Linked DNA regions of Zea mays: regions 1, 2 and 3 are each linked to region 4. The links are chromatin contacts, called in public Hi-C maps. All regions are on one chromosome and are shown on one strand. Each heading gives the region's core, a stretch centred on a gene start, on an enhancer-like site or on the middle of the called end of the contact. The rest is flanking DNA. Distances are from core to core; before and after follow the strand shown.

What was found. A called contact is a pair of places that touch in the nucleus more often than the background predicts.
Region 1: a Hi-C map of endosperm shows a contact between it and region 4, with 3 times the contacts expected there. The contact joins the promoter of LOC100282997 here to the promoter of LOC103646525 in region 4. A contact is called at or near these places in 7 of 25 Hi-C or Micro-C datasets (bundle sheath, ear, endosperm and 2 more) and 1 of 3 datasets of contacts at active chromatin or transcription factors (leaf).
Region 2: a Hi-C map of bundle sheath shows a contact between it and region 4, with 3 times the contacts expected there. The contact joins the promoter of LOC100193923 here to the promoter of LOC103646525 in region 4. A contact is called at or near these places in 6 of 25 Hi-C or Micro-C datasets (bundle sheath, ear, endosperm and 2 more).
Region 3: a Hi-C map of tassel shows a contact between it and region 4, with 2.9 times the contacts expected there. The contact joins the promoter of LOC100277165 here to the promoter of LOC103646525 in region 4. A contact is called at or near these places in 3 of 25 Hi-C or Micro-C datasets (ear, endosperm and tassel) and 1 of 3 datasets of contacts at active chromatin or transcription factors (leaf).

The regions. Positions count from the first base shown.
Region 1 is chr2:62,463,961-62,471,060 of Zm-B73-REFERENCE-NAM-5.0, forward strand. LOC100282997 (desiccation-related protein PCC13-62) reads left to right here and starts at 4,113. Exons shown (of 3, transcript NM_001155901.2): 1 at 4,113-4,710; 2 at 4,801-5,026; 3 at 5,172-5,736. The coding sequence starts at 4,340. The coding sequence ends at 5,543.
Region 2 is chr2:62,107,226-62,114,015 of Zm-B73-REFERENCE-NAM-5.0, forward strand. LOC100193923 reads left to right here and starts at 4,441. Exons shown (of 12, transcript NM_001138995.1): 1 at 4,441-4,628; 2 at 6,120-6,257; 3 at 6,385-6,466; 4 at 6,554-6,630; 5 at 6,741-6,790. The coding sequence starts at 4,587.
Region 3 is chr2:62,554,590-62,560,880 of Zm-B73-REFERENCE-NAM-5.0, forward strand. LOC100277165 reads left to right here and starts at 4,165. Exons shown (of 2, transcript NM_001327920.1): 1 at 4,165-4,243; 2 at 4,394-5,252. The coding sequence starts at 4,399. The coding sequence ends at 4,725.
Region 4 is chr2:62,316,861-62,323,533 of Zm-B73-REFERENCE-NAM-5.0, forward strand. LOC103646525 (acetyl-coenzyme A synthetase, chloroplastic/glyoxysomal) reads right to left here and starts at 2,675. Exons shown (of 18, transcript XM_008671255.3): 1 at 1,899-2,675; 2 at 1,410-1,556; 3 at 1,169-1,324; 4 at 944-1,066; 5 at 690-858; 6 at 84-166. The coding sequence starts at 2,201.

The DNA.
Region 1 (7,100 bases), core at 2,863-5,362, 150 kb after region 4:
GTTGCATCAGTCAAGTATCTCTTCAATTTTTGGTTGTTTAAAGTCAAGACTTCAACTTTTTCGGTCAATTCATCATGTAGACTAGTTTGATCTCCTTGACTCAAATCATCACATGAGGTTGCTACATCAATCTTAACAACAGGGTTAATAGCCTCATGTGTATTGCAAGATAAAAGTTCATTTTCAACAATAAGATTATCATGATCAAATTTAATCTTAGTATAGTCTTCCTTGATTTTCACTAGTCTATCTTTTAACTCCCTATTAGCTTCACTTAACTTTTCACATTTATCCTTAGCATCTTTTAGGGAGGATGTAAGCTCATTCATAGTGGATGACATAGTTTTGTTTTCTTCTTTCATTTCATCACTAGCTTTCATAACTATGTCATATTTGGTATTCAAAGATTCATTTTCATTTTTCAACTTATCACATTTAGCTTTTGACTTCCTAATGATTTGAGTGTATTCTTTAAGCAAGTTAGCTAGTTCATCATAGTAAGGTGAAGCAAATTCATCATCACTATCACTATCATCAGTAATATCAATATCATTTTGTACCTTCCGTTCACCTCTAGCCATGAGGCGTAGGTGAGAAGTCGATGATGGCGATAGTGGTGGTGAAGAGAAGTCCCCAGCGATGGCGGCAACTTTTTCATCATTTTCTTCTTCACTTGAAGAAGATCCACTTGATGACTCAATATCAGTGAGCCAGTCACCAACAATATATGCCTTTCCATTTTTCTTTTTGTGGAACCTCTTGTGCTTCTCATCCTTCCTCTTGAAGAATCTCTTTTCCTTTTTCTCATCATCGTTGTCATCTTCTTTCTTGCCCTTGAACTTGTTCTTCTTGGGCTTGTTACATTGATGAGAAAGATGACCAAGCTCTCCACAGTTGTAGCAATCCATTTCAGAAATGGGCTTTCTTTTGCTTGAAAAGAATTTCTTCTTTCTTGAATCAAATTTGATGCCTTCTCTATTGAGCTTCTTTAACATCTTGGTGGTCTTTCTTACCATCAAGGCAATGTTAGTATCAAGGTCATCATCACTTGAGGATTCTTCCTCAACTTGTACTTTAGTTTTTCCTTTTCTTTCTTGATTTGCTTTGAGAGCCAAATCCTTTCTCTTGGAAGATGACTCATCCTTGTCATTGATGTGCATGTATATCTCATGAGCATTGATCTTTCCCAATATCTGTGTAGGTGTGGTAACTGAAAGATCCATCTGATGTAGCACAGTGACAATGTGTCCATATTTGTCAATTGGGAGGACACTGAGAATCTTCCTCACAACATCCGGTTGAGAGATTTGTGTAAGCCCCAAGCCATTTACTTCCTCTACAAGAATATTGAGACGTGAGTACATAGCATTGGCATTTTCATTAGCAAGCATTTCAAAAGAATTTAACTTTCTCATAGCAATGTGATATCTCTCCTCACGCTCACTTCTAGTTCCTTCATGTAGAGCGCATATGTCCATCCACAAATCATGAGCATTTTTATGATTTCTAACTCTATTAAACACATCTTTGCAAAGGCCTCTAAAAAGGGTGTTTTTGGCCTTGGCATTCCATTTCTCATAATTAAACTCTTCACCTACAAGATTTGTGGGATCTCTAGGTTCGGGAATCCTTGTGTGGCGGCTTTGTAGACACCAATGTCTATAGCCTCTAAATATGCTTCCATACGAATTTTCCAATATGGAAAATCGTCACCATCAAAAACGGGAGGAGGTCCATCCCCACCGGACATCGTTACTCTAGCGGTTAAACTAACCTAAGAGCAACAAGGCTCTGATACCAATTGAAAGGATCACGATGCCCAAGAGGGGGGTGAATTGGGCTTTTCTAAAAATCAACACTAATTAAAACCTAAGCAAGAGCCCAACTTCACCCCAACAACTAGCACTAAGAGAATAATACTAGAAATACAACAATGCTAAGACAATACTTCAAATACTTGCTAAACAAATACACAATGTAAAATGCTTGAATTAAGTGCAGAATGTAAAGCAAGGTTTAGAAGACTCCTCCAATTTTTTCCGAGGTATCGAAGAGTCGGCACTCTCCACTAGTCCTCGTTGGAGCACCCGCGCAAGGGTATCGCTCCACCTTGGTCCTCGCAAGAACCAAGTGCTCGCTACGAGATGATTCTTTTCCACTCCGGCGCGGTGGAACCCTCACGACCGCTTACAAACTTGAGTCGGGTCACCAACAAGATCTCCACGGTGATCACCGAGCTCCCAACGCCACCAAGCCGTCTAGGTGATGCCGATCACCAAGAGTAACAAGTCGTAGACTTTTGCTTGACCAAGAGAAGCCTAATGCAAGTGGTGTGTGCTCTAGGTGGCTCTCGCTAACGCTAATGAGGTTCAAATGCGGGATTACAATTCTCTAATCACCTCACTAGGCTTTTGGTGCTTGCAATGCTCTACCAATGTGCAGGAATAAATGTGGGCAACAAGACATTGAATATGGTGGGTGGAGGGTGTATAAATAGCCCTCACCTATCAACTAGCCGTTACCAGCATTGTTCTGCGCATGGGCGCACCGGACAGTCCGGTGCGCCACCGGTGCGCCAACGGTCGACTCCAACGGTTAGTTCTGACAACTAGCCGTTGGGCAGATGGCACACCGGACAGTGAACAGTCACTGTCCGGTGCGCTGTCCTGTGCGCCACTATAATTCAACTCGTGAACCTTGCGCTCTCGTGTTTCTGCGCGGGGAAACCCCTGGGCCCACCTGACAGAGGGCGCATCGGACAGTCCGGTACACACCGGACAGTCCGGTGCCCCAAGGCCAGAAACCCTAACTTCTATTTTCTTCTGTTTTTCAAATAGGTTTTCGTTCTAACTTGTGAGTATGTTCTAGAGTGTCACCTTGCACTATATGGGAGTGTGAATATGCACCAACACTACACTAGAACTCTCTTGGTCAAACTACTCATCGACAACCCCTCTTTATAGTACGGCTAAAACAAAATAAAAGACCTAACTATATCACGAGTGTCCGCAACTCCTTGACACTCGGAATACGAAGACCTTCACTTTGTGTTTCGTCGATTTAGTCGTCGCTTCGAGTTCTTATCTCCGAGATTGTTTTCACCGTTGTAGTACATCTACCTGTAATGCGACCTAACTTACTATTTGACTGCAAAACACACATTAGTCACATATAACATTACGTTGTCATTAATCACTAAAGCCAACTAGGGGCCTAGATGCTTTCAAGTACTACATCGCTAGCTAAAGGAGAATAAGCGGTCGCGCTAACTATAAAAAGAGGTAGGTTTTCTATTCAACTCATATCTATCTCGACCTTTTGGATAAGATAAAATGTAATAGCTGCAATTTAATATCTGGTATGTGGGCCATACATATCCACTTTATTTTTAAATTTATTTTTTTGGGAGGATCCACTCTAATTTTAATTTTTTTTGTGGAGATGGTTCACTTTAATTTAATTTTATTTTTATGGAGATGGTCAATCACACCGACTGGCCACTGGACCATCACGTGTCATACAACTATTGCACCACTGTACCATCAAATATGATCGGTGTGCCGTCGTAACACACAGATATTCTAGTATTACTTAAGCATAAATGGAAATCGTAGCAACGTACGAGCACTTTGGTAGTTAATGTTTAGTAGTGTCCAAGAAATTGCAACAAGATGGCAAATTACCTAGCAAAACATGGGATGAGCGTGGTTAGCTTAGAATCCGTTGTTTTCATGAGCGAAATTCGTATCTTTGTTATCAGTCTAGTCTCTGGAGATATGTTTTGAAGGATATATGTTTTCTTGCAAGTACGAATAGATCATACTTTTGTTTCTCCACACTCTTCCTACCCTTCTTTTTGAGCGCACGAGTGCACGACGCATGATTAACTTGCTCCGTTCTCGTCATTTTGCATATATCCACGCATGCTACCGTACCAACAAGAGGAAATCTTTGCTTCCTTCCAATGGACCACCATCTTTATGCCTCGCAATTGTGAACTCGCGAAAAGAAACAAATCTGTCCCATATGCACGACGGCGCCACGACAAACGAGCTAGCGTCGTCGCTGGCTGGCTTCGATATGTACGTACGTACTCCTCCGCGCGCCACGCTCTTGGCGCGCCACGGCTACCCGTCCCGTCATCGGACACCGTCGCGCCGCCAGCCCGCCACCGCGCACGCCCGCATCGCCTATAAATTCTTGCACCGATCCGCACACACACGCACAAGCCAAACGTGCAGCTGAGGAATCGCAACGGCAGTGACGTGTGCGCGTTGCCAAATAAAGCTACTATACTAGTCACCGCTCGATTGCCGTCGCAGCCGCCCGCCGGCCGGAGATGGGTGCGCCGGCGCTGTCGTCCGTCGTCGTGGTGGCCACGGCGGCAGTGGTTTGCCTGTGCGGGGCCTTTGCGCAGGCGCAGGACATGGACAGCGAGTGGGCGCGGCCGGCCTACCGCGGGTTCTTCGGCGCCCCGGCCGGGTCGCTGCTGCCGCAGTCGGACGTGGACCTGCTGGAGTTCCCGCTGAACCTGGAGTACCTGGAGACGGAGTTCTTCTGCTGGTCCGCTCTGGGGTACGGCCTCGACGCCATCGACGCCAACCTCACCGGCGGCGGGCCGCCCTCCATCGGCGGCCAGTCCGCGTCCCTCACCCCGTTCATCCGCGACGTGGCCACCCAGTTCTGTTACCAAGAAGTCGGGCACCTCAGGTAACAACTGAACAGCCGACACAGCAACAGCCTGAGAACGGAATTGCAGATGGTAGTCAATGTTGTGACCGCCCCTGACCGGCCATGCAGGGCGATCAAGCAGACGGTGAGGGGCTTCCCGAGGCCGTTGCTGGACATCAGCGCGGCCAACTTCGGCAAGATCATCGAGCAAGCGCTGAACGCGACGCTGGACCCGCCCTTCGACCCCTACGAGAACAGCCTCAACTTCCTCGTCGCCTCCTACATCATCCCCTACGTCGGCCTCACCGGCTACGTCGGCGCCAACCCCAGGCTCCTCACCCCTCAGGCCAGAAAGGTAATTAAAGTGCATACGTACGCGCGTGCATCGCATGAACATTCTACTCGATCGTTGCCATCCCTCTCCTACCAGTCATGCTGTGTACCTGTGGCTGTGCCTGCCCTGTTGACGTGCTGTTGATATGCACTATCTGTGTGCGCAGCTGCTGGCGGGGCTGCTGGCGGTGGAGTCGGCGCAGGACGCGGTGATCCGTACGCTGCTGTACGAGCGCGGGATGGCGCGTGTGCCGAGCTATGCCGGCGGGGTGGCGGAGATCACGGCACGCATCTCGGACCTCCGGAACTCGCTGGGGAGGAGGGGCGTGAAGGACGAGGGCCTGGTGGTGGCGCCCGAGCTGGGGCCCGAGGGGCTGACCGTGGGGAACATCATCGCCGGCGACCACCTGTCGCTCGCCTACGACCGCACGCCGGAGGAGATCCTCGGCATCGTGTACGGCACCGGTAACTCCGCCCAGCACGGCGGCTTCTTTCCCCAGGGCGCAGACGGCCGCATCGCCAGGGGTCTCCTCGCGTAGCGCATGGGTGAGTTGTGACCGTGCGCTGAGCAGTATGAATCCGTGCACGGCGCAGACTGTAGACTAGCTAGCAGTACTATACTTGTTTGTGAGTTGGTATGGTGTGGCCTTGAGTGCCTTGTGTAAACTGGGTGATATACATGAATGTAGGTGGAAACAAATAAAGTAAATAATGGGTTGCTGCACTATACGCAAAGGTCGGATGTCTTCTATTTCATCTGTAGCCGAGAAATTCCAAAATAGTTCAGGGCTGTTTGGATCCCTTTATTTTTAAGAGGGATTAGAATTTATTTAATAAAATAACATATTTAGCTTTAAATTTGACATTCTACCACTTTCCAAAATTCTAATATAAGCTTATCTCAAATTCATGGGATGGAGATAAGGGTAGTAATGGATCGCGATCCAAATGCTTCTTTACAAAACGGTAGGGCTATAAATAAATTTTAGTTCAAACATGAATAGAAATAGGACCCGATACTAATCTGATCCGATTCTTAAATCTTATAGTGTGAAATTTAGAGCCCATTATCACCCTAGGTGGAGGATGGGAAATGATTTTATGTATTCTGTAACTTACAACATGATCTTCAATCCACTCCTCTATAGTAAAAATGTAGCACATAAATATCTCTGACATCTTGCTAATAATAATATACTGATATATTTTCATAAAACTGAATTAGTTTAATTGATATATGCCAAAATTACAATTATTAGAATAAATTCAATTCCAATGATCCAAACGGGGTGTTAGGGTCTTTCAGGTTCAGCTTTCTGAACCAAAATTCGCTGCAAAAAAACTATAATCTCAACCAAACAGATTGAATAACACCCCGTCCGCACCCGACTTGGCGTTACTTACTCCTGGCAGTCATCTAGGTCCATAGACCATCCCCACAGACTAACACGAGTCTTTTATGCTCACTTTGTCCTCACTCATACGCGCCCAAGAAAACTTCTCGGTCGGTCACCCATCTCAAGACTGCTCTAGGCCAAGCACTCTTAACCTAAAGGTTCGTTAGGCTTCCAAAAAAAAGATGCATCTTGTTGGTATGAGTATTCTATCAATCCTATTAAACCTTGGGCCAGGATATCACACAATCCACCGGGCCAGGATATAACAATACACCCCCTTAGAAGACTGACGTCCTCATCGGTCAACCCCAAGCCAGGAACCTCCCCTATTGGCCATGTTTGTGTGTTTAGTACCGTCATATGTCAAGCTATGTGATCACTCTGGACCCAGATGCGCCATGCACCATATGCCTGAACTCCTAGCCCACACACGCGCAGTGAAACTGTATGGGTTTGCTCTAATACCATTTGTAACACCCCGTTCACTCCCGAACCGGTGGTACTTACTCCTAGCAGCCCTCTAGGACCATAGACCATCCCCATAGATCAACACGAGTCTTTTGTGCGCACTTTGTCCTCACTCACGTGCACTCGAGAAGACTTCCCGGTCGGCCACCCGTCCCTATATTGCTCTAGACCAAGCACACTTAACCCAGAGGTTCTTTCGAGTTAGGCTTCCGAAAAAGAAGATGTACCTTG
Region 2 (6,790 bases), core at 3,191-5,690, 210 kb before region 4:
ACGTTCGAATCCAACGGCCCGAGAGAGATCGAAACAGAGGCCATTTGTCACGTGATCGAAGGACCCGGACGGCGCGACGTGTGCGTACCTGCCGTGTGCGCCAATTGTGGCCACCACGGGACGGGACGGGGACGCACACAAGAACCGTCACGAGGATGCCGGGTCGGGATACGGAGGGAGATCAGGAGAAGCGACCAGGTCCGGAGGACGCACGCCCGGTGCTTTCGGCTTTCCCATATATATATCTCGGCCTCGTCCATATGACATATCCCGTTCGCCAATCTCGCGGCGACCCTACAAAGCTGCGATCAGGTGTAGAGCGGCGGCGGCGTCGTCCGCGGATCGCTGTGGTGAAGGGCGAACTGAGAACACTAGGCAGCCAGAGGCAATAGCCGAGCCGCGAGTCGATAGGAGGATCGGAGGCCGGCGAGTGGTTGGCGCAAGTTGTCAGGTGAGCCAGCGGGCACCTTCCGTGCCGCATCTCGTCACGCACATGCTGCATCTGTGTTGCCGCTCCGCCTCCGCCTCCGCGGGACCGCGGCTGTCGCCTCCCGGGGCCGGAGACGCGCGTGCGTCGTACGTGCCTGGAGCTCATGGGCGCTGCTGCGGCCAATGCAGGGGCGTCGCCGGAGTCGAGCGGCAGCGGGCGGCCTGGAGCGGGGGCGATGGGGCGCTACGAGCTCGTCCGCAGCGACGACACGCCTGCCATCGCCGTGGATCTGGAGGCTGGCACCGCCGCGCCACGCGACGACTACCCCAAACGCCGCGGGTCCGCGCCGTCTCCGGCGCCGGCGCCGACTCGGCAGCGCCTCGTCTCGCTCGACGTGTTCCGTGGGATCACCGTGCTGGTACGTACAGACCACTCGCATCCTCAGTCTTCTGCTCGCTCGCTCCTTCTTCCTCGTATTTGATTGAATGGTTGGCTGCCAATCTTCCCTATCGCGCATGGCAATACGTTTCGATTTCCCTGAACAGATCGAATTGGTTGCTTGCTTGCCGAGTGGGGTCTCTGCTGTTCTGTCCTGTCGATCGACTCTGTTATGGTCTCGGTGCCAGCCACACATGTTCATGGATAATCACGATGCGTGGTTGGCAGCAGCGGCAGTAGTTAAATTTGCCTTTTTTCCTTTTTCCTTTCTTTGTTCGTACTTAAACGGGAGCAATCAAAGGAAAGTATAGGATTGCATAAACAAACCTATTAATATAAACTTGTATCTGTACTCTTCTTTTTTTCAAATTATAAAATGTTTTAACTTCTATACATCGAAATATAAGTTATGTTTATATACATAATAAAAAATTATGTATTTAGAAATACAAAGACCTAATATAAAAGTATAAGGAATATTGTCAGCCAATGAGGCCTGTATCGAGCGACACGACGGCTTCCGATTCTGTACATGCCGCCATCCACCTATTGGAAACAGCAAATCCACCAGCTCTGTTCTCTTCTTCCTCAAACAGCAAATCCTCCGTTCTGAGCTGTTCTGCCGGTCTATTTACTTGTATGTTACCTTTCTGCTGACAGTCACTACTGTAGCAGTTATAAATAGGCATAATCTTAGATCAGATCACCGTCTTGATGCCTATGGAGATATTGTTATTTAGACCTGAACAAGATAACAATCACCGGCTTGGCTTGCCGGGTTCGCAAGGGTGAGTACCTTGCTCCTGTCGCGTCACCCAACTCAACACCGGGTGAGACCGTCGGTGCTCAGTTGTTGTTGTGGCCCAGGCTCCCAGGCACTTTAAGAAAGGCCGCGCTCACTACCGTACGGAAGTTCTTCGCATATTGGATTCGAACTGTATAAGCACGGATTGAACATATTTTTAGTGGCTTCCGGTCGCTGTTGCTTACCTAGTTTCTTGCGTTAGCTGGGTAGAAAATAAAGGAATCCCACTAGAAAATAGGGAATGGTGATTGTCAACTCTGGATCAACTGTCCATACGATCTTGAGAGAGAGAGAGAGTTGATGAGTGCATGTACCCTAATAATTGGCAGATATATATAGAACAAAGTGTATTATATATCAAGATGCAGCTTATAATATACAACAGATTTAAATGATTGATCCAACCTGTAATAGTATAGATATTCTCGCAAAGTGAGCGGCATGATGAGTAACTGAAATTAGGATATAAAACTAGTCAGAGGAGTTAGATCTAGAATATGTTAGGGAAATCGAAACCTTAGAGGTTAGAGCTAAAGTTTAGGTAAACAACATATATTATGTACTTTGTAATTTGTATCTGCATTATTTGATGCTTAGTCTGTGCCTTTCTAGCTCCGACTTATCAATATGCTTAGAATCATGGCTGATAATATCTAAGATACGCTAGACTAATAACATGTAGCCTACTTAATCTCTTACAAATGTTCTTGGAGTATTTGCATCAACCAGCTATAGTCATATAGGCACTGCATTTGGAAACCATATACATAACAAATACTACCTCCGCTTGTTTTTTTTTTGAACCAGCTTCTATCAATTTTGAACTGCACAGCGTCAAAGTAAAAAAAAAAAATCGGAGGGAGTAGTATCCACAAAATAATTTTTTATCTGATCAGATATATTTTTCTCTCTGATCATCAATTTACCTCATCTCTTTATAATGTTAGTTTACCTATAGACAGAGTTTTGTTTATAAAAAACAATTTTTCATCTCTCTTCTTTTATTCTAATGGTACATCACAATTTTGCTTAGGTGACATCCTAATTAACGAACGAACAAAGAAACCATTTTACTTTTCCAGTTCTCTCTCTCTCTCTTATCTTCTCTCTTTCAACTCATCACAAATCTGACATAAAACTCTTGTATCTCTCCTACGATACATGACTTCACTTGCTCTTCCGGTATATTATGCCAACCCGTCCTATTGGCTGACCAGTCTGGAACAGGAGAAGAGCATGAGCGTTTGGTCGTCGTATTGGGCGAGATCTGGCTGGCCTTTTGCGGCGTTCAGAAAACAATTGGAGTACGAATAGAATGTTAGGTAGCTGCAGGGCAAAACAAAGAGGAACGCCGAAAAAGCATATGCGTGATCCTCCTGTGCTTCTGCGCTGCGCGCGTCGCGTCGCGTCGCTTCGGCGAGCGGGCGGTGGTGGCCTCTCCACGTCGGGACAAGCCCATCGCGTGGTGTGCCGAGCGGTGCCTCTTTTGCCATGTGATGGGCCGGGAGCGCTGGCATCTGCAGTACGCGAGCGTGGTGTCCGTCCCTTCCCACGCGCGCGACCCGCTAGGCAGCCAGTCGCGTCTGTTTTGGCCAGCCTTTGGGTAATGGTTGGGGTAGCTAGTTCACAGTTCATGATCGTCGTTGGGGTCGGTGGCTCGGTGCACCGCGTCATCAGGGCCAGTGGAGTGGAGCCTGGAACAAGTCCCGGAACCGCGGCCCGACGCCACGAGCTGGGGTGGTTCCACCCGTCGCACCGCCGGGCGGCGGGTGCGCGTGCGCCTGTTCCTCCACATGTATCGGCACAAAGGGCAGTTGGGCAAAGCCAACACCGTAAACCATAAACCACGGGGTTTTCTTGCTTGGCCCGCGACGGGTTCGGGGAGCCCACACGAGACGCGGGAATCGTTCGGATGCGTGAGCTAAAGGCCAGGGTACCTCGTCGCCATGCGGCGACGGATCAAAAGTTCGAAACGCATCCCTCCCCGTCCCCGTGGTGTGCCCCGTCCGGCAGCTTCATGTGAGCCACACATGTCATGACGCGAGCAGAGCAGGCCCGGTCAACAAGCTTTGAAAGGCTCTGGAGAAAGATATGATCTTGCTGCTTGCTCTTCCTGTCGTGGCGCCGGCCAGATGCCCAGAGACGTGTGGCGCAGAGCTGCTAGGCGTACGATCGCACCCACCGCCACCGGCAACCGACAGAGAGCATCCTCTGCCCTGCAGCGTAGATCGTGTGGCCTCATATGGGTGTCCTAACCAGCCCACTCGTACGATCGACCTCTCGGCCTTCGTCTCCTGAGGCTACTAGCTTGGCAACAACAGTGTCGGTGTCAAGCCAAAACACAGCGCAGCTACAAGGCTCGAGCTCGATGGAGCGACGACGGTCGACGGACTGCGACACGGCGGCAACGGACAAAAGTCTTCTAGGCTCCGACACCATGAAATAAAGAGGACTGCGAAAACGCAGATCAGTCAAGATCCAGTGATAAAGCCTAGATTGAAGTCTCTCGGACGGATGCAAAAGTGGAGCAACCTGGATTTAGATGTTAGTGTCACGTCACCCCTTCTATCCTGTCAGGGAGAACGACTCCTCCCTCCACAACCACGAGATGATCTTGAACCAGTGGCACAGTGTGGCTGTGTGCACGACTCGACGTTCCCAATTTTCCCCAGTCCAGTCCATGCTCCACGGCACAAGTGTCGATGGGCACACATGGACCAAATCTGATTGGATCCCTGGGGGCGCCTCCTGCTACAGCAGATGGTCCCGTCTCCCGATTCATCAGATCCCGACGCCCCCACCGACGCCGTTCACTGTTCCCTCCGTCCAAAAATAAATCCAGCGTAGAAACTTGAAAGATGAATAAAACTGCTCCTACGAAACGTTCGCCTGAAACCCACACAGGTGCTGCGGATGGGGAAGAAGCATAGGTTCTCAAAGCCTGAACGGCGCGCGGTACGGACGGATTGACCCTTATCACTTTTCCCCCCATCTTTTTTCATTTCGTTGACGATTCTACTACTATAGATCCTATTTTACTAATGAGTTTGGAATAAATCCTAAACTGTAAACGTGTCGTCTATTCTAGGCTGGGGGCATCGGTTGCGTCTGCGTGTGCTCGTCCGATCGATCGAAGTGACACCCATGTTGGTATGCAGGCGCATGATACGTCTACTCGACCTGCTGGCCTAGCCGAATGCGTTCTCTTAAAATAACGAGCATCATCTCTGTTTTTATTTCCTTTTTTTTGAGATTGTTTGTTGTTTGAGTGGAGCACGGCATGGCTTGACCAATAGGGCAAGCTTGGTTACTCAATCACCACTACGCGATAGGTGACATGGTACTGGTAGAAGAAGCTAGGCAATTCTGCCCAGGGACACGGTAGCTAGGCTAGGCGGTTAGGTCCCCGTCGCTTTGAAGCTCTTGCTTTGGTGATTCACCTCTCCACCTACTGAGTTCCTCGCCATGTTTGGACAACAGAGAAGTTCGTTTTTTTTCTACCGCGCGCGACATTGATTGCAACGGCCGTGGAGTTGCGTAGACGGCATAGATGAAGTCACCGACTGAAAAAATTGTAGATTTAATTACTGCTCTGCGTCATGACTCATGAATCGGTTCAGTGGATCCTGGCTCAGTACTCATCACTATTCACTAGTGCGTGCTTGCGACGGAACATGCAGCACGTAGTGCTAGGCCACTTGCATCGTCACGCAATGCTACTTGCATCGTTACGCAATGTTCTTGGCGTTGCCACACTTCTATCCGATTGTGTTGTTGCCTATGCCGACGGTATATTGGCATTTCATTTCATTATCCCCCGATTAGAATATTTTCCTTTCGATCGTGAAATGCATTTGGAGCCCGGGCCGGGATCTGATGCCACACCACCATATATGCAGCGTGAAGTTTTCTTTTCGTTTTTTTTTCTCGAATATGTAACGTGAAGTTGTTATCACTTTTCATCGAATAATCGTTTCTGCATTTTTATAACTATGCGTGTTTTTTGATATAAAAATTAGAGGATATTCAGGAACCACCAATTTAACAGTGAAAAATAATATTTGGCAGTGGAACCCGCATATTCTAGTTTCTTTGGTCCCTAGATTTTTACCAAGCGTATCGTTATCGATCCGTGTTATGTACACTGATAACCTACTAGAAGGTAGAATCTATTTTTAATCATAGTACATGCACACACATATATATAAATGCATATTTATCTCCATAAATGCATATAAGGTTATCTCGAGCAGCTTATTTATATCTTTTATTTTAAACTTTACAGTGTAATTTATAGTGCAAATCAATATTTTGCACGACCATATGACCTAATCACTCTACTTATCAAGCAATAATGTTTTGTTGGTTCTCTGTCTCTTTCATTGAAATAAACACTTGATTAAAATTCAGACAGAAGTAAAACAGAAGTTTTTTTTCCTGTTGCAGCTGATGATCATCGTGGATGACGCCGGGTCATTCATTCCGGCGATGAACCACTCCCCCTGGGATGGCGTAACAGTGGCCGACTTCGTCATGCCTTTCTTCCTCTTCATCGTCGGAGTCGCCCTGGCGCTCGCGTACAAGGTAGTACACGCCGGCAAAAGCGAGATGCCGATGTCTGTTTCTCCCTTCGTTTCTGAAACCGTCAACAGTGACCTCTACGACTCGCTGATACCTAACGATTGCGTCACCTTATGAATTTGTTTTACAGAGAGTCCCGGACAAGTTGGACGCCACGAAAAAGGCAGTGCTCCGTGCACTGAAGCTGTTTTGTCTTGGTCTTGTCCTACAAGGTATGATGGCTGCTATTTTTCTTGAACTGACGAAAAGGCACTTGTGGAGATAAAATGTGTTTGATGCCTTTTTTCTGCACTACACAGGTGGTTTTTTTCATGGTGTTCGCAGTCTAACTTTTGGTGTCGACCTTCAAGAAATACGTCTGATGGGTATACTTCAGGTATATGGAACGCATCCTTTTGGTTTGAGCTATATATTTGTCCTCTGATTGACAATATAAAATTGGTGTTTGGTAAGTACGTAACTGATGCCTTGTATTCTTGTTTGCAGAGAATTGCAATAGCTTATCTGTTGACTGCCCTATGTGAAATTTGGCTCAA
Region 3 (6,291 bases), core at 2,915-5,414, 240 kb after region 4:
GCCCAATCATTCGCGAGGTCATCCCTTCGTGGGCCTGGGGAGGAACGTCTAGTGAAGCGGATTGACACAAGACCGGATCGACGCAAGCCCAAACGGCCCGATGAATTCGAGTAGTGATCACAACAGTGACCCGACCTTCCCGCGTAGGGGCCTCATACATCGGAACCGAGCGAGGATGGGTCGGCTGAATTATAGGGAGATAGACTCAGTCAGTTCACTATTATTTAGGCACACGTCGTTATCATATCCGCATGTAACACCCCACAGTCGAGTATATAAGGCCTAGGGGGTACCCCTTCAAAAGGAGAGACCTCACTACTTAGCCAACCACCCAGTTCTCTACGTTTCCAACACTAGAGAGCCTCCTTGTAACCCACCACATAAAAGTACTCACGCCAGGATGTAGGGTGTTACACATCTCAAAACGGCCCGAACCTGTACACAACTGTCCATTGTCTCTCGTGCATCTAGCACGAACCATCGAGCTACAGTCGGTAACACCGTCCTACTCCAAAAAGCACCTTAAGGGGCAACCCCGGGTGCGCGGTCGGACCCAAAACACCGACAGGTGCCCCCTAGGCCTTATATACTCGACCGTGGGGCGTTACACGTGGATATGATAACAACGTGAGCCTAAGTAATAGTGAACCAACTGAGCCTATCTTTCTATGATTTCGCCGACCTATCCCTTATTCAGTTCCGATGTATGAGGGCACTGCACGAGAAGATCGGATCACTGTTGCGATCATTGCTCAAATTCATCGGGCTGTCTGGTCTTGTATCAATCCACTTCACTAGACGTTCCTCCCCAGGCCCACAAAGGGATGACCTTGCGAATTATTGGGCCCACGGGCCTTTCGTGAGGTCTTTTATCCTTCCGGTGGACCCGGGAGATATCCGTCCCCCACAGGTTGCAACCTCTTAGATGACTTGGATGCATGACGGATTCATCATAGCATGCACATATGTTGTGCGGAGCTCCAAAAACTGCATTGTGAGAGGTGTTGTGCTCGCACCATGGGTCATCATGCAGAACAACTCTAGTAGAAGCAAGGTGTGAAGAACATTGAGTGCTTCATCCCGATTGTGTGCTAAAGCTCAAGTTGGGAGCACACCTAGAGGGGTGAGAACAAGTTTTCGAGCTGGCCACTAGCAAGAGGATTAGGGGAAACTTTAGCCTTGCCACAACGAGGATTAAGTGGTTGGCAAACAACTGAACCTTGGAATAAAAATGTTTTTGTCACATTTGTCTTCTCGTTAGTTTGCATCCTCTAATCACTAGTTTGTATGTACTTTACCATAATTGTGCTAATGTGTAATTGTTGCTCTAGAGTTGCTAGTCGAATCGTGTAGTTAATTAATTGCTCTCTTATGCTAGTTACCTTAGCTAAGTATGTTAGCTTAACTTGTGTTGTTAAGTAGTTGTAGTTCTGTAGTTACATTGTATAGCTAACTATAGTGAGTGGTGCTTGTGTTTTGTGCACTAATATAGCCATACGGACGATGGTATGTGGCCATATGTGGGTGACCTAATATCGACGGGTAGGGCAGAGGATGGCACGACGACGGTCCGGGTGGGCCGAGGTCGAGCTCGACATGCCATGTGGGCGGGCGTGAGGACGGTGGTGGCTAAGCGCGTACGGGAGAAAGAGCTGAGTGTGTGGAGAGAGACCATATGGGCTAGACCGCCAATGCTAGCTTTAGCCGACGGGAGTTAGTTAAACCCTGTCATCCTAGGTTGGTGACCGACGCGAGTTAGTTTCCGTTAATGGGGACTGGCCTACAAACCTGTCAGCTGACAGTGGCCTGACTAGAGTTATCTAATTCCTATCGGCTAGCCTAAAACTCGACGACGGTAGCCAACAGGAATCTTCGTGGTTCCTGTTGTGGCTAGACTCGCCTAGAATATATGTGCGAACTTTTTTTTCTGTTACTGCAAAAAAGAAAAAAAACAAATGAATCGCCTTTCCATTTTAGCTGTTTGCGAGATTATGGGCCTGTTTGGTTCACTACCTCAGTTGCCACACTTTGCCTAACTTTTCTGCCTAAGATTAGTTATTCATCAATTCGAACGACTAATTTTAGGCAAAGTGTGGCACATTTAGGCATTTAGCCACAAACCAAACAGGCCCTATATATTCTTTCGAAGCTGATGCCTCCAGTATTCCCGCGTAGAAAATTACTCTCCCGAATCTATCGCGGAGCTCCAAAAGTTACTCATCCAAAGCTCTCGCTACTGCCTTTTTCGCAATTTCGCATGCGGATGCCTGCAACAGCGCAAAAAGATTTGAACGATCGGGTCCCGTCCCGTGATCAGGGGCCTCAGGGCCTGTTTGCTTTCGTCCGTTCCCTGCCAAGATCGATGCCTTTTCCCAAGAAAAGAAGTCCTGGTCATGATAAGGTTATTATACTAGTAGCACGTACCCTGCAGCTGCAGCGGTCAGATTATTCCCCTCAGAATTCACATCTCCTTCCAAAATCCCTTCCCCACCCCGGTGCAGTATTCTGTGTATTCTAGTCCGTTTCCACGAGACTCGTGCGAAGCTGACGACGAGCGGCGGTGGTGTGGTGATGCGCAAGTGCTATAGCCTGATATATTTATTTGAAGCCTAAACCGCGTGAACTGATGATGATGGTACGGATGGTCTGCGCAAGGAAACCTATTGAAAATCGCCATCAGAGGAGAGAAAGCGGGCTATTTGAATCGGTTTTTTCCCTCTTTGAACTTGAGAAGCGGAATCAATCAACGGCGTCGTTGCTCGCAAGAGTGCGACGGCAGAGCCGCGATTCGGACCGGAGATGCCCACTCCGGGTAAGGTACTAAGGTGTTGACACCTTTGTTCTCTGGCGCCTTTGGATGAAACACGAAAGTGAAACCGCGCCTAGCTAGAAACGAATGGCTACTGGCCACTGCTCTCGGATCGGAAGGGAACGGCGCACTAGTGGCTTTCGGTTCCGAGAAAGGAGTCGTCGCGACCCGACGTGCCGCCGATGCGGCGTAAAATGACTCGCAGCGTGGCGTACAGTGGTTTGGCGTTTTGAGGTGCACAAATTTTAGCGGTGGGATGCGTCTCTGCGGCCTCATCATCTGCTGATCACAGACAAGTCAGCTGTGGCCTGTGGACTATACGTAGCCGCGTAGGGTACGTAGCTGCAGAGTCTCTCTCAGTTTTTTGTGTGTGGCTTTTGTTGAGGTGCATGGTGTGGCCAGTATTATTTTGCACTGCTTTTATTATCATCGTCCCGTCCGTCTCTTGGTCCGCGACGCGGTCATGCGGGAGACGAGCCGACTAGTGGAGCAGGAGCAGCTGCCTGCGACCACAAATGGACGAGTGTACCACACGCGAACGCCGCCCACGCGACGGAGGGACGAAGAAGCGGAACTCTGTCTGAGAGTATAATATTGTAGTATAGTGTTACGTTGGCGCGGCGCGGCGCGGAGGAAGTCGTCGGATGACTCGGATCGTCGAATCGAATCCTCTACGACACTACCACAGGCACCCACGCACGATGTATCTATCAATCGCTCAAGGTTTCCAAGGCCGAACGTGTCTGGACCAGCGCACATAGATTGGGAAACGATTTGTATATGAAAAAAAAAAGATTTGGATAGAGCGGCAGCAGCCAGCGGATTCATTCTAGAACCGTCCGCGCGTGGTCCCGTTGGCGTTTGCTCGCGACCGACGCGACGCGATCCGCACGCACCGGCAAGCCAGCTGCGCAACCCGCCAAGCTCCACAGCCCATCGTTTCCCGCCACCTCAAAGAAACCGCCCCCCTTTTTTTCTAATCAGAAGAGAACCGCCTGGGCGCTGGGCCGGCCGGAACGAGGGCACGGCCGTCGGCGTCGTCACTTTCATCCCTCCAGTTTTAGAGCTCTAAAAACTTCAAAATACTTTAGCTTATTTTAAAACTTCACCTAGCCAGAGCTTCTGGTCTAAAGTTTAGAGATCTGATAATGTTTTAAGAAAGAAAGCCCTAATCCGCTGGCGCCTTTGCTTAAAAAAAAAAAACCAGTGGGCTAGGCTAGTAGATGGGGCGGGGTGGGTCCACGAGGCCAGTGAGTGGGGTCAGGAGGAATCCTGGGCAGCGGTCCTGCCCGCGGGCAGTGCCGTGCCGTGCCACCCCCAGCATAAAAGCGAGGACTGCTCGGTCGCCGTGGTGCCGCAGTTTGCCGCTCTCGGCACTCGTTCGGCTTCCTCTCTTCTCTTTCCGGCCTATCAGCAGTCAGTTTCTCTCGTCTGGTAAGCTCCTTGGGACGCCTTCCTCCTATCCCTTTACTACTACAGTTCTTAACTCCTACCTAGGAGAAGAGAACTTCTCGTTCTAGATCCACTCAGCTTTTTATAAGAACTTTTTGTTCATTGGAGCCTGTGCTGCTTGTGGAGGTACAGTGCTGATGGCGTCCAACTACGTCGACACCGGGGCGGAGGAGGGCAGGTTCCACGGCCACCACAGCACGACGCCGACCAGCGCGGCGGCGTCGCCGAAGACGCTGCGGAGGAGCTCGTCGTCCGCCCACAGCCACGGCCACGGGCCCAAGTGCGTGTGCGCGCCGGCCACGCACGCAGGCTCCTTCAAGTGCCGCCTCCACCGCAGCAGCTCCCACGGCCACGGCCACGGCCACGGCAGCAACCCGGCGTCCCCTCCCTCCCCGGCCACCTTCGCCGCTGCGCCGCCGCCGGCCGCGGCCGCGTCCTCCTCCCGCACCGTCGCGGCGCAGTGACGGCGCCCCAAGAAACGCCGACCCAGCAGCAGTGAAGAGAGGAGAAGAGAAGAGAGAAACGGCAAAAGGGAAAAAGGAAAACACACTCTCTCTGTTATTATGCGACACGAGAAAGGGAGCTTATTTGTTCCTCCCTTCATCTTCACGTACGCCAACGGCAGAATTTCCCATTTCGTTTCACTTCCTCCTCCCCCCCTCGTCTTTTAACCTTTTTTGGCTGAGATATCCATCGATTCTCGCTGGAATGGTCTTCCCCTCCTTCGGTCAGAAGAAACCCTCCCTGGTTGTACTGTACTAGGCAATGCGCATCCTGCTAGATCGCCTCCGCTGAAATGGAAAGCGTATGTGTGATGGTGACATGAAGTTCACTTGTGTAATTATTACCATTTCAGTAAATCCATGCTTCTTGCAGGAGTTGTGATCTTGGTGGTGGGTCTGCTGATTACTCTTCCACCATTCCGTCGTGGAGGTCTTGAAATTGCGTCAATTATTCGCTATAAACAAGGATGACTGGCCAGGAAACAGTAACAGTGGACCGAGATCCAAAACAATTTTGGATGGTAAAACGTAGCAATCACACGACCTGCTTAGCACTGAAACGCTGGGATTCTTTGTTGAACGTAGCAATCTCACGACCTGCTTAGCACTGAAACGCTGGGATTCTTTGTTGGTTCGGTTCATCTCACCTACAAGTCTGGTCTGCTCTGTCAGTAGTAAAGTTCTGTCTGGCACGGATTGGTTATCCCGTGATTGTTTAGTGCTCATGTGATTGTTCTGCAGTGGTCTGACGGAGCCTGCATGGGTCCATGAGTCCATCCCGTCCTCACGTGTAAATGTCTCAGAGCTCCCCGGCCTCAACCCTGAGTCTGAGTGCATCGATCATATTGGCTGCACCTGTACCTGCAGACGCAGCATTCTGAACGATGGTAACAGGCATGTGCCATTAGCTGGAGGGGAACAGTGCAACCAACGATAGTGTGATGTGGCGCCGAGTCGCTGTAAATTGGTAGTGTCCGTCCTGTTGATGTTCACAAGCACACAGAAGTTATAGCTGGCAGAAGGCGGTTGGCATGTCAGGATCCGTAGCTGATCAGGATATTATTAGCCCTATCTTGCTTTAAGCAGCACACATGCCCCACGGTATCATAGTGCGCGTCGTTTGTGTCAACGGGATGATGGGTTTTCGGTTGGGCGCTGGTTCCTGTTATAACCTTTCTGGTGTTACTGTAACTAAAAACTTGAGCATGACATCATAAGCATTGGCATTGCATATGTTTAACACACCTAGAGTGCATTCACTAGGCAAAAATTTCAAACAAGTTGTATTGTTTTAATGTTTTGCAAATAGAACCCTGGATAGGGAACTTAACCCTAAATAGGGATTAAAGGGGTAAAACTTAACCCAAATTGAGAAAACCTAAAAGCTTTAGGGAAATAGTTGTAAAATATCCCCAAAAATAAAGTTGAATCACCTTTATACCCCTAAGATACCAGAAACCCTAATTGGAACCCTGGAAAACCCTAAAACCAAACCCTAGGGGCCTATGTGCAAAAGCAGTGCATATT
Region 4 (6,673 bases), core at 1,425-3,924:
TTGGAAGGTTATTTTATGAATCACAGAAGTTCTGCAGAGTCCGTGCACGCAGAAAGTATGTTGCAATTTTGATCTTGGCATACCTGCCACCAGACATCTCTTCCTGTTTTCCATCGAGTGTCTACTTTATTCAGAGCGGACTGATTTTCATATGTCAAGCAAATGCCTTCTCAGCAAAAGAAAATTTTAAAATTAGTTTTTCTTCGAACCAGATTAGTACGTACTCACTGAAAAAGTACATGATGTGAGATGATCAACAGTATGCTGGTGCTTTGGACTTATTTTAAGACATCAAAAGGTAGCCAGTCATGTTCCAAAAAAAGGAAGGAAAACGACCACCGAAGGCAAGAACTGTGACCAAAATGAAGGATGATTTTTGGTGGCAGGACAGGTGTAGATTAAGATTGCCCTTTTTGTCACAAAATACTTTATAAAAAAGTGGTACCAGAACGAAAATTGCAGATATGGTGCGAAAATAGAAGGCCACACAAAAATATCAGGAAGTCAAGGCAGGAAATCTTATAAATATCTAACTCCATAGGATATTTCCTGAGTGCAATTCCTGATATAATATAAGAGACTATGGTTAACATGGACATGGAACAAGGGTGGTAGAGGCAAAATGAAATTATATTGTAGCTCAGATTTGCAAACAGGCCACACATCTATACTCAGATGCTAGTGCATACCTACATCAACTCCATTCTTTGCACTTTGATCCAGAGATGCATCTACTATATCTTTGAGATGGATGATTTTCATCCCCCTTTTCACAGCATTGCAGGTAATAACAACCTTAGGCTTGCAATCAATGACTCGTTGGGCCAGTGCATCTGCTGAGAAGCCAGCAAACACAACCTGAACATATTCATCATCAAAATCAATCAAGTATACATATAATCATTAAGAACAATTGACATCCAAACATGGGGTTAACAATTACCGAGTGAACAGCACCAATGCGGGCACAAGCAAGCATTGCAATCGGCAGCTCCATCAACATTGGTAGGTAGATCACCACGGCATCACCTTTTCGTACGCCGACGCTTTTCAAGTAATTTGACAGCTATCAGAAAGCACAGCAGAACACATTAGACTGCCCAGGCTCTGCACACATTGCGTTCAAACTACATGCAGCTGTTTTTGGCATAAAAGAATGAATGTTTACCTGGCAAACCTTTTCCAGCAGTTCAGAGTAGGTGAGCTTCCCATCCTGACTGGGCTCATTCCCCTCCCAGTACATGGCGATCTTGTCCCCATTCCCTGCCTCCACATTGCGGTCCACTGCATTGTAGCATATGTTGGTCTTTCCCCCCTTAAACCACTGCAAATGCCAAACACCAGTAACCATCCAGATCCTGTATCCTTCCACCATTAGAAACAGTCATTGAAACTAAGGAATAACGTACTTCAATCATGATCGGCCCCTTGGTCACGTCAAGGTTCTCAGCGCAAACATTATCAGGGCTCCACTTCTGCTTCCAGTAGAACTCATCTGCGATTTCTGACCAGAAACCAGCTGGGTCGTCGATCGACTTTTGGTACATATCTCGGTACTGTTTACAATTATTGCAAAACCATGTAAATAAATTACTACCAATCACATCCATCCATCACGATAAGTCGAAAAGTAATCCACACGGATACTGAATGTTCGATTCAGATTATGGACCCTACGAGGTGAGATCCCACAAGCGTATGGACAACAACAGAGGCCAACAGGGCCACCGATCCCCAGTCCTGTCTGCATCATCTGACCCGGTGCCCGCAGTAACGAATCACGACCAGCCGCACATTCGGCGGCGCAAAGGCGCAGGCCGCCGAACGCGCGCCACCCATTTGCGCACGAATGTGGACAAATAGAAACGGAAGGCTGCGCGTGGCAGTAGTACGATCACCTGTTTCGTGGACGAGACGAGCGCCTGGGCGGCGAAGTCGGCGCTGGGGTGGACGAGGATGCCGGGGTCGTCAAGAGCCGGCAGTGGCTCGCCCAGCACGGCCATGCACGTCCTGCCATTCCGCGGCTTGGCGGCGGCCACCGCCGCCAGGCCCAGGTGATCGCTGGCGCCCATGGGAGCCTTCCGGCGCCGCAACAGAGACGAGGAGGCGAGATGGTGGGTCAGCGCGGGCAGTAGTGTCCGGATGATGGGGCGGGCGCACCCGCAGCGGCCGCAGCCGGTGGCGTATATATGCTGTGCCATGGTCTCTCGGCCCTGATGGCCTCTCCTCACCTCACCCTGCCCGCCTGCCGCTCTCGGCCGTGGCCGTGGGCCAATCCTCCTTTTGACTTTTGGTCGCTCGGCCGCCCGCCTTCTGGTGGAAGAGGGTGGAAGAGGCAAATCAAGCGGGCGTAAAAGCGAAGCCGAATTTGCCTTTCTGTTTCTGGTGGAACTGACGCGCGGAGCGCCCTGCTAAACTACTAGCAGTCTAGCACTACTACAGCTGCTATGCTAGGGCTCGCGCGGCCTGACACCTAGAGACCAGCGTCGCCGGCGACGGGAACGGAGATGAAGAGGTCCGCGTCCCCGGTTGCCCCGGTTTATACGTGCGCGACGAGGGTTCGAGGACTCGATCGGCGGACGGGGGTTGTGCTGTGTCTGTGGCTGGCCGGTTGCCCCGGTTTATACGTGCGCGATGAGGGTTCGAGGACTCGATCGGCGGACGGGGGTTGTGCTGTGTCTGTGGCTGGGATTTGGACGGTATTTGACTCGCCTACCTGGCGTGGCGGTGGCGGGCGGGCTCCGCCTGGCGGTTGTTTTTGGTCGCGAGCGCCTGCTCCGGTCGTCACTAGATTTGGCTATATGTGTTCGCGTCTCGAGGCCCCGTGAGCCGTAAGAAATGGTAAAAGAACTCCGCTTCAGTTCTCTGCTGCGGCCTGCCGGTACGACAAACCAATGCCCTGTTTGATCCATTTGACACAACGTCATGTTTAAAGAGTTTCTAAAGTTTAGTTCCAAAATTTTTGAACTTCTTAAGAATCTCTCAAACAGTTTCTAGAAAGTAACTTCTAAATTATCAAGAAATTGAATCCACACAAATTCTTATTTACGGCACAAATTCTTATTTTACGGTGTATAGATTTATTTTTTACTTAAGATCACAACTACGGCTGTGACCGGCCAAAGCTGGCTGGCAGGCTTGTACACCACCGAAGTCAGAACAGAACGTGATGTGTTTGGTTTAAGATCAAATTAGGATGATACGGGGACGACATCGTCCCCTCGATTTTTTTGGACCATGCCGCCACCAACAATTGATTCGGTGTTCACCTCGCTCTCACGTGACTCTCATCCAACCACGCACTATAGAAAATATGGCCGCCCACTTATATCCCTTCTTGTACGTCCAACCAAATATACCTTTAATCGCTTGGGCTTAGAGCCGCTCCGGCTGCTGCTGTCGCTATCCTAAGGCTCAATATACTTTAGAAACAATAGGAAACAACACATCAAGCAAGCCAACCGAACAACGTGTTTCAGAGGCTCCAACATGGAAAGTCGAGTGAGACGGTCGGTGGGCTCCCACTTTCGAGGGGCTTACCCTAGTGATATAGAAATATTTGAGTCAATATACTGTTGATTATCATATATTATTTACAATACTAGAAAATATGGCATCTGTTGAAAGTAACTTCTTAAAACTAAAATAACTAAAATTATTGATTAACTTTTTAAGGTCTACATCTAAAAAAAGTTTAATGGGCTAACAAATTTTATGTATTGAAATTTTTTTGTTAGATGATATTAGTATTGAATTTATTATTGATGATTTTGTGTCTAGAAATGTTAGAGGACAAGGTGATCTGTACAATATGTAATAATTTTACTTCTATTTTTTACCACTCAAGTTGTTTTACGATACATAGAATTATTTTAATTAGCTAATATATAGAATAATAAGAAAATAGTTCTTATGGTATATGGTCCTTCATTTATAATGTTGTTCTAGGTTCCTTAAAACTCAGCCTCCACCTCAGCTAACAGTGACCTCATGCTCGTTACATCTCTAAGACTATTAGGCCCGTGCCGGAAGAAAATGAGGCCCTGTACAAAACTATTGAATAAAAAACTCTTATTGCTAAATTATTTAAAAACAGAACTGTAAGTATTAAAATGTTGTAATGTAGTACATAGAAATAGAGTTTATGAAAAAATACCTATTTAACTCTTTATTGTATGAATTTTACTTGAACAACTTCATTCTCTTAGTGTTCCTTGAAATAAATTCTTCAATGATATGATCATATTCAATCATGTCCAATAATCCACTCTCAAGTGCTATTGTGGCTAAATCTGTAAGTCTTTATTATGTCATTGTAGAACGCAAATAGGACTTTAGAAAAGCTTCGCTCTGTTGATGCAACAGTCACAAGAATGGTCAATAAAACTCTATATGCAATACTTGCATTAGGAAAAGAATCATGTCGCTTTTCGTAACCAAATTCATATTTTCTAGATCGATTGGTCGAAGACATGATATCCGATAGTTAGATCTTCAAATACTAGACGTCTAGTAAATTAATAAACATGCACACAAAAGATAAAAAGAACAATTAAACTATTATAATTATTAAAGGATATATTAACAGAGGATTTTTTCTAGAAAATTACCTTGATGCTTAGTAATTCCGGATAACAAGCAGGGATCGGGATTTAGAATTCCGGACGCAAGGTACTGGCAGGCGACAGCCACAGAATCAGGATTCAGATTTTAGAATTCCGGACACAAGAAGTAAATGTCTTCAAGAGCAGCAAGGTGCTAGCAGCGGACAGGATTGGTTGAGGTGCTGGACTGCTGGGTGCAGGCATGCAGGGTGCCTGGCGGTGGAGGCAGGAGGCGAGAGTCTAAAACGTTGCAACAGTCAGTAGAAGAAAATTATCTATTTGCTTTACATAACCTGACTTCTATATTATATGAGCTATACATGTATAAATTTGGAGGCCCTTAAAAATTTGGGTGCCCTGTTCCAGTGTACCAGTTGAACTCCCTCCCGCACCGCCCCGAAGACTATCTCCAACAGCTTCTCTATCTCATCCTATATTTCAAACTTCACTCTGTAAACAGTGTCATTTTTTTGAAGTAAAGGTACTGTAGGAAGGTACTACAGTAATATTATTAAATCAAAAGAACTGAGTTTAGGGAGAAAGAGGAAAATTACAAAGAAAGGGAAGGAAGAGGGAGCCGAGGGGGGAAGAGTTACAGCCCTAAATTGAGTAACCAAGATGCAATATCTTCCTTAAGATTAGGCTTGACTCGATGGCATAATAAGGCAATTTCACTCCTAAACATAGCCTTGCACTCAGAAACTGAAGGGGGGATTTCGTTGAAAATCCAATTGTTTCTGCACCTCCAGATGCACCACGTCATGATGATAATAGTTTCTAACCTCCAAGGAATTTGCAAGCGTCTTCTAATTCTCATTAAGGTATGCAGAAGATCCGTAGAACACGGCAGGAGGAAGCCCAAAAGTAGCCAACATCTCCTAGCAAAGTTGCATCTAAAGAACAGATGAATAGGTGTTTCTTCAATCTGGAGTATATAGTTGTCGCAGGTGAAGGAGTCTAAAGGCATTGAACGTCGTCTGAGAAGGGAGCGGGTATTCAATCTATTTTTGAGTAATAACCAGAAGAATACTTTGTGTTTAGGTTGACATTTAGATTTCCATAACCAAGAGAAGAGAGGGAGCGACTGATGGGTGCCAATCAAGTGAGCATAGACCTTCTGAGAAGAAAACTGATTGGAAGAGGCACTGCATCGCCAAATATCATTGTGATCAAGCAACTGTAGATTACCAAGGGTGTCCTGAAGTGAGAGAAGCTGCTTGAACGCTTCAGCAGAAAGGGGAATGTGGAACAGTTCATTCGGGGAAGCCAGCCGAGCTTGACTAATGTTAATCTCCTTGACAAAGGCAAAAGACCAAAGCTCCGAGAATTTTTCAGATATTTGCTGCCCATTCCATCGATCATTCCAAATGAGAGTAGATTTACCATTTCCAATCTCCACTTGGGCAATTTCCTTAAAAGAATCCTGGATTTTGAGAATATCTTTCCACCAAAACGAGCCAACTGATTTAGCTGAGGGCAAAGAGTTGTTGTAATGAGTGTCCCAGATAATGTTAACCCATGGGATGTTGACTCTATTAAAGAATTTATGGAGGCATTTCATAAGGAGCACTTTATTCTGCCACTCAAGGTTGATGACTCCAAGTCCCCCCCTGGGTTTTTGGCCTGCAGACTGATTTCCAAGCAACTTGAGGAGGATTTTTTGCATTTATGTCTGCCCCTCTCCAGAGACAATGCCGTCGAAGTTTGTCAATCTGTTTGATCACAGTTTTTGGGAGCTTCAGGGTTCACATGTAATAGGTTGGAAGGGACAAAATACTGCGTTGACCATTTGTAATCTGCCAGCCTGAGATAGGAAAATAGAAGTTGAAGCTAGTCTTCTTTCAGTCTTCTGAATGAGAGGAATGAAAGCTTCCAAATTGGGTTTTTAAGCCCTAAAGGAAGCCCAAGATACGTGAAGGGCAAAGCCCCCGCCTTGCAGTGAAATGTATTTGCTAGCATTGTCATTTTCTGCTCTGAAACATTGATGGGATAAATATTAGATTTGTTATAATTCACATGGAGCCCTGTAGAGTCAGCAAATGAATTAAGCATCGTTTTAAGAAAGAAGA